Linked DNA regions of Mus musculus: region 1 is linked to region 2. A link is a contact called in public HiChIP or PLAC-seq data. All regions are on one chromosome and are shown on one strand. Each heading gives the region's core, a stretch centred on a gene start, on an enhancer-like site or on the middle of the called end of the contact. The rest is flanking DNA. Distances are from core to core; before and after follow the strand shown.

Region 1 (3,033 bases), core at 300-2,799, 110 kb before region 2:
TCTTGTTGTTTCTTCTTTGTGCACTACTTCTTAGCAAACTGCAACCAACAATGACCAACAGTGACCACCACCACCAACTCCCCCCCTGCCTCTCAGGGCTCTATATATTTATATACCCTCAGAAATGTCCCGAGAATTCCATTTACGCACAATCACAGAAACTATTTGCAACTGGCAAAATTATGTCCCTGCTAGAGCACAAGACAAATCATAGTCAGCTGTTGTTAATCTGAAGCAGTTCCATATCCCACACCTGGGATAAAAACGAAAACACATTCTTAGAATATTTGGTTTTTTTGTTTGTTTGTTTGTTTGTTTTTAAGAAACCAAACTGCCGGGCGGAGGTGGTGCACGCCTTTAATCCCAGCACTTGGGAGGCAGAGACAGGCAGATTTCTGAGTTCAAGGCCAGCCTGGTCTACAAAGTGAGTTCCAGGACTCACTTTGTTGTTGTTCTTCCTACAGGGTTGCAAACGGTCCTTCAGGTCCTTCAGTCCTTTCTCTAACTCCTCCATTGAGGACCCTGGGTCGAGTGGTTGGCTTGGAGCATCCACCTCTGTATTTGTCAGGCACTGGCAGAGCCTCTCAGAAGACACAGCATGCACTTCTTTTCGAGACAGGGTTTCTCTGTGTAGCCCTGGCTGTCCTGGAGCTCACTTTGTAGACCAGGCTGGCCTCGAACTCAGAAATTCGCCTGCCTCTGCCTCCCAAGTGCTGGGATTAAAAGCGTGCGCCACCACGCCCGGCTGGCCTTCCTTCTTCTTGAGCTTCATGTGGTCTGTGATGACTTTTTCTTTTGTGTAGAGTCACAGCATGGCTGTCAATCATCCTCTGCCATCTCAGGGGTGGTCTAAATTAACACATGCAGGCATCCCAGTAGCAGGCAGTATTTTTAGAAGCAACTCAGGCAATGGAAATCCTATGGAAGAAGGGGAGTATCCCACAATTACCAGAAAGTCTTGCCCACCTTAGGTCATTATGGACCATTTTGAGGTCAAAGCAGTTCTTTTTCTGCCCTAAGGCCAGCCAGTTTAACGAAAGACCCTAGGACCTTGAAAGGGCAGCTCTGGGTAGAACAGGTTGGTATGTTCCATTTTGAAGTTTCAGTGCCTATGGTACAAACCTGGTGCTTACTAAGGATTCTTCTGTCTCCAGAAATAGTACACCAGGTGCACAGCCACTTACGACAAAAGCCTCTGCCCCTCTCTCTTTTCCACCAAAACCCAAGTTCCAAATGAACCCTGTTTGCTTTGTCCTTCATAATGCAAGCCACGCGGGGACCCACAGCACCGGTACTCTGTGCTTTTCTCCATCCCGCTGAGCACCATCCTACGATGCTCTAAAGCCCTGCTCAGCCCACATTGTGCATGGGCTTTATGAATTAACCTACTCTCTAAAGTGTATTTACAGCCGGAAAACAAATCATTGCAGCACTCTGACTGAGGTCGATTGGATACACCTCACGGCAAAGAGTGGGAGTCAGTGGATGCAGACCCTCTCAGCAGAGGTCAAGCTCGGCTCTGCCTCTTGGTTTAGCTCCCATTGTGTGGAGGTGTGCAGCTCTGCCAGTTGGTTTAGCTTCCATTGTGTGGAGCTGTGCCCTTCTGTGAAGTGTCTGGAGCTGAGGGTTTTGCCTCTTTGTGTTTTTTGTCGTTGATTCCCCTATTGAAGCCGCCAGAGGGTTGGGCTGAAGCACTGTGCTGAAGTGTAGGGACACCATAAGTACCTTCTAGAAAGTGAGTGAGTGTTGGGCCGGCTTTGTTCAGACCTTAGCGCTCTTTCAGTTCACTGCTAACAAAACGAGGTACGTTGAAGGAGGTATCTTTTATCTGAAACACACAAGGCAGTGTTGTGTGTTTGTCACTTGATGAAAACATTGTGACAGGGACACTAATCTTGGTTTCCCCCAGGAGACACTTGCAGCCTTTGCAAGTCAGTGCTTGCAGTGACTTTATTGGAAGTGACTATTGCCAATGGTGACAATTGATCTGTCATCATTCTCAAAGCAAGGATGAAAAAAATCAATGAAGGCCAAAGCTGCCTTTCCTGCCTTTGCAATGCCAGGCAGATAGTAGGTTCTCAATAAATACATGAATGAATAAATGAATGAATGAATGAATGAGAAGACACTTTGGATACCTTCATTTTCTTATACTTTTGGTTGTGAGCCTAGTCTTGAATAACTGAGCCATCTCTTCAGCCCAGACATCTCCCACAAAATTAATTAGCCATCTCCATCATCTTTGGCAGTATGTGAGAAATCACAGCATTTTCAAACCATGTTACATTGTAGAGAACTTGAAATATAGTTAACATTTATTTATTTTACCGACTTTTTTATTAGATATTTTCTTTATTTACATTTCAAATGTTATCCCCTTTCCTGGTTTCCCCTCCTTTCGGAAACCCCCTATCGCCTCCCCTGCTTCTCCTGCTCACCAACCCACCCATTCCTTCTTCCTGGCCCTGGCATTCCCCGTCACAGGATCAAGGGCCTCTCCTCCCATTGATGACTGAATTGATGACTGATAGTTAGCATTTATGGTCTTTAAATGCACCATCACACTTGGCTTAATTATTATTCTTTCCCACCCACGTTTTAAAGATTTATGTATTTATTATATGTAAGTACACTGTAGCTGTCTTCAGACCTACCAGAAGAGGGCGTCAGATCTCATTACAGATGGCTGTGAGCCACCATGTGGTTGCTAGGATTTGAACTCAGGACCTCTGGAAGAGCAGTCAGTGCTCTTAACCACTGAGCCATCTCTCCAGCCCGGCTTAATCATTCTTAACACAGGATCTGACTTTATAGCCCAGACTGTCTTGGAATTCATCGAGCCTCTGCCTCTCAAATTGTAGGATTAGCGGATGAGTTATCAACTCAGTGTAAGGTTCTTACATACTTTTGTGCTAGGTACTTTGATAGCCTGGGCAGATCTATAGACCTTTCCCAGAATGTGTTAATGTTTATTATTTTAAATGCAGGAAACAGAACCAGGCGATTTCAAAAGAACTCATGCACTGGCTAAAT
Region 2 (3,058 bases), core at 37-2,536:
TATTTAAAATGCAAATCAAGCTGCGGTGGAATGTGGTCTCAGCAGTTGGCTCAGTTATGCACCTTACCAGAAAGCTTAGGGATAAGCATCAGACTATATAGGATATTGGATGGGAAGAGAAAAAAAAGCTCACATACTTGTTCAACGTTTTGAGACAGGGTTTCACTAAAACAGTTCAAGAGAGCATTCAATGGTGCCTTTTTGCCTCAGACCTCAAAGGACCTATGTTTGTGCTTATTTTTTTATTTACCTGTCTACTTGAGTCGGGGTCTCTATATGGCCCTTGCTGTCCTGGACTTCAGTATGTAGTACAGGCTGGCATCGAACTCAAGTGATGCACCTACCTCGGTCTCCTAGCACTAGGTTCAAGGCCCGACTCATTTTATGCTTCAAACTCGGGGATTTAAACGATTCTAGGGGGGGGGGGGTCAACGCTCTCAAACATCCCGACACTAGGTTAAGAACCCTCCCTAAATTACACGCAACACCCACTCTCACTTCAATCCAAGACACTTGTCACATTCCAGAGGGACCTTCTCCGTGCCCTGCGAGCACACTCTGCAGCTTACCCAAATCTGCGCCTTCCCCAGGAAGGAACCAGCTCTCCTCAGGTCGGGATTGGTCTGTCCACGCGTTTCACAGCGCCTGGAATTAAGTGCGTAGCCCAGAAGTCAAGTTATGACTTACGTAGAAACCCACACGCCTATGACCAGTAAACGTTCTCAAATGTGCTTAAATAGTATCTGCAAGTTATCAACAAGGACACTGGGGTGGGCGTAAGGAGAAGGCGGCAAAAAGGGATCGAACACCCCGGATCCAAATTCAAGGTGGCAAAGAGAGGGCCCGAGGACGGTGGCTTCTGCCCTGTGTGTCAGGATTCAACAGACACCTTTAATGCCCGGTTTTCTAGCAAACTTTGTTAAGAAACTGATGGAAACTCCTTCCCAGTCAAAGACAGAGGAAAGCGTTTGAGGGTGGAGGCTGGGAAGGGGCTGAAAGCCGGGGTCCCCCAGGCTCTTAGCAGCCGCTCTAGCTCACCTCCGCCTTCGCGCAGCTGCCGCCCCGCTGTCTCATTGTCCCCCACTGTCACGGCACTCTCCGGGTGCAGGAGCAATTCTCACTGCCCACCCCAGGGCCGGCCAGGCAGAGCAGGGTGAGAAACACGGGGACATCTGGGGCTTAACCCTGAGCAGCCTTACCTGAGAGCCACGAGGTGCAGCCCTGAGGTCACACACGCTGACAAAAGCAGGGCTGGGCGTCTGACCGCAGGAGAGACTCGCTGGGTCTCATGCAGACTCCTCCCTTCCCTAGGCGAAGTTTGCAGGTTTCTAGGCCCAACCCCCTCGCCACCCGCTTCCTTAGCCCCCTCCCAAAACTCAGTGGGGGCCTGAGCCCGCAAGGCGTGGTGGCCCACGCCCAGAAGCCATACTCGCTAGGAGCCAGTTAGGGCGCAAATCAAAAAATGAAATAAAATAAAAATCGCCCAAACGCTGCTCTCTGGCCTCACGCTAGCCAGCACCCCTGTCCTGACTTCAGGGACAGAACCTCGGTGTCACGCCTTTCTTGAAGCCAGTTGATGATGTAGCCGACCTTCCGACACCTCTCAGAACCTTTCTCACTCTCCAGGGCCTTTGCACTAGCTTTCTCTATGTAACTTCTTTTCCCAGGTCTTGTTTTGAGAAAAATCTTCTCAACTTGTAATTCTACATGTAGCTAACTCCAAACTCCTTATCTTTTGGCCTCCACCTCCCTAGATAGTGGAGTGAGCCGAGTTGGGGGGGGGGGGCGGGCTCGAGGAGGGGCGAGGGGATTGTGCTAGGGACAAACCTTGTGTTTGCAAGGTTTTCCAACTGAATTGCACCACCAATCCGTACTTTCGCACTTCTTTCAAAGCTGACTTTGTTCCATCCCTAGGTCTCAGGTCAAAGATTAACTCCTCCGGGGATGGTGGCAGCACCTATAGACCTCCAGCTACCCTGAAGGCAGGAGTACCCCTTTGTGCATAGCAACTGGGGTTCCTTTGGGCATTGTAGTGAGACTTCTCTTTAAAAACAAAACCAAAGATCTTTAAGTGGCCTCATTTAAAGTTCGTGTAAGTGAACTATCTTTCTTTCTTTCTTTCTTTCTTTCTTTCTTTCTTTCTTTCTTTCTTTCTTTCTTTCTTTCTTTCTTTCTTTCTTTCTTTCAAGTACACCATAGCTGTGTTCAGACACACACCAGAAGAGGGCATCTGATCTCATTACAGATTTTTGTGAGCCACCATGTGGTTGCTGGGATTTGAACTTAGAAACTCTGGAAGAGCAGGCAGTGCTCTTAACCGCTGAGTCATCTCTCCAGCCCATAAGTGAACTTTTAACTGTCCTAAAGAAGACACACTGTCTCCAACCACAAAGCTCTTTGATAGTCCTCTGTCCTCCTTACCCCCACCTAGTGGAGATAATGCCTTGCTACTCAGCCCAAGCTCTCCTTACACTTCCTGTGTAGCTGAGATTGACCTCAGACTCCAGGCCGTTTTAGCCAACCACGAGCTGGGATTGAGGCTGCACCCTAGGCTTTGTTTCATTCACCCGGTTCCTAATTCCCAATGATCAGGAGCCAAATGTGTTCAATTGCTGCATTCCCTTTTCATGTCTTCCCATTCCCCACTTCCTCCTGGAACGTAATTCCAAACGGGCAGGACTTTCTTTCTCACTCACAGCTTCCTTCACTTCACGGGTACCCAGGATTATGACTGGCATGTGCTACAGCCTCTTGTCAAATGAAGAAATAAGGGAGTCTACCCCTCCTGCTACGGCAGACCAGATGGTCCTGCTAAATGTGTGCCATGTTTTCTGCAGGATTAAGAAGGTTGGTGCTAGCCAGACAGTGGTGTTGCACGCCTTTAATCCCAGCACTTGGGAGGCAGAGGCAGGTGGATTTCTGAGTTCGAGGCCAGCCTGGTCTACAGAGTGAGTTCCAGGACAGCCAGAGAAACCCTACACAGAGAAACCCTGTCTTCAAAACAAAACAAAACAAACAAACAAAAAAAGAAGGTTGGTGCTGAGGCCTGGTGGGATGG

Evidence for each region. HiChIP or PLAC-seq counts read pairs in DNA pulled down with a chosen protein or histone mark.
Region 1: an H3K27ac HiChIP or PLAC-seq map of embryonic stem cells shows a contact between it and region 2, with 15 read pairs. The contact joins the enhancer-like site here to the promoter of L1td1 in region 2. A contact is called at or near these places in 7 of 39 promoter capture datasets (cranial neural crest, embryonic stem cells, hippocampal neurons and 2 more), 2 of 15 datasets of contacts at CTCF or cohesin (both in embryonic stem cells), 21 of 484 Hi-C or Micro-C datasets (8-cell embryo, embryonic stem cells, extraembryonic ectoderm and 3 more), 19 of 115 datasets of contacts at active chromatin or transcription factors (differentiating embryonic stem cells, embryonic stem cells, epiblast stem cells and 3 more) and 2 of 9 other capture datasets (adipose tissue and pancreatic islet).

What each region holds. Positions count from the first base shown.
Region 1 is chr4:98,839,242-98,842,274 of GRCm38.p6, reverse strand. No RefSeq gene overlaps it. Among named protein-coding and RNA genes, the nearest start is that of I0C0044D17Rik, 17 kb to the right of the region's middle. Within about 2 kb of position 1,549, at least 15 of the 459 cell types and tissues checked have an H3K27ac peak or open chromatin away from gene starts, as enhancers often do. A contact at or near this core is called in 8-cell embryo and embryonic stem cells, where this site is marked.
Region 2 is chr4:98,724,982-98,728,039 of GRCm38.p6, reverse strand. L1td1 (LINE-1 type transposase domain containing 1) reads right to left here and starts at 1,286. Exons shown (of 5, transcript NM_001081202.1): 1 at 1,200-1,286; 2 at 570-645.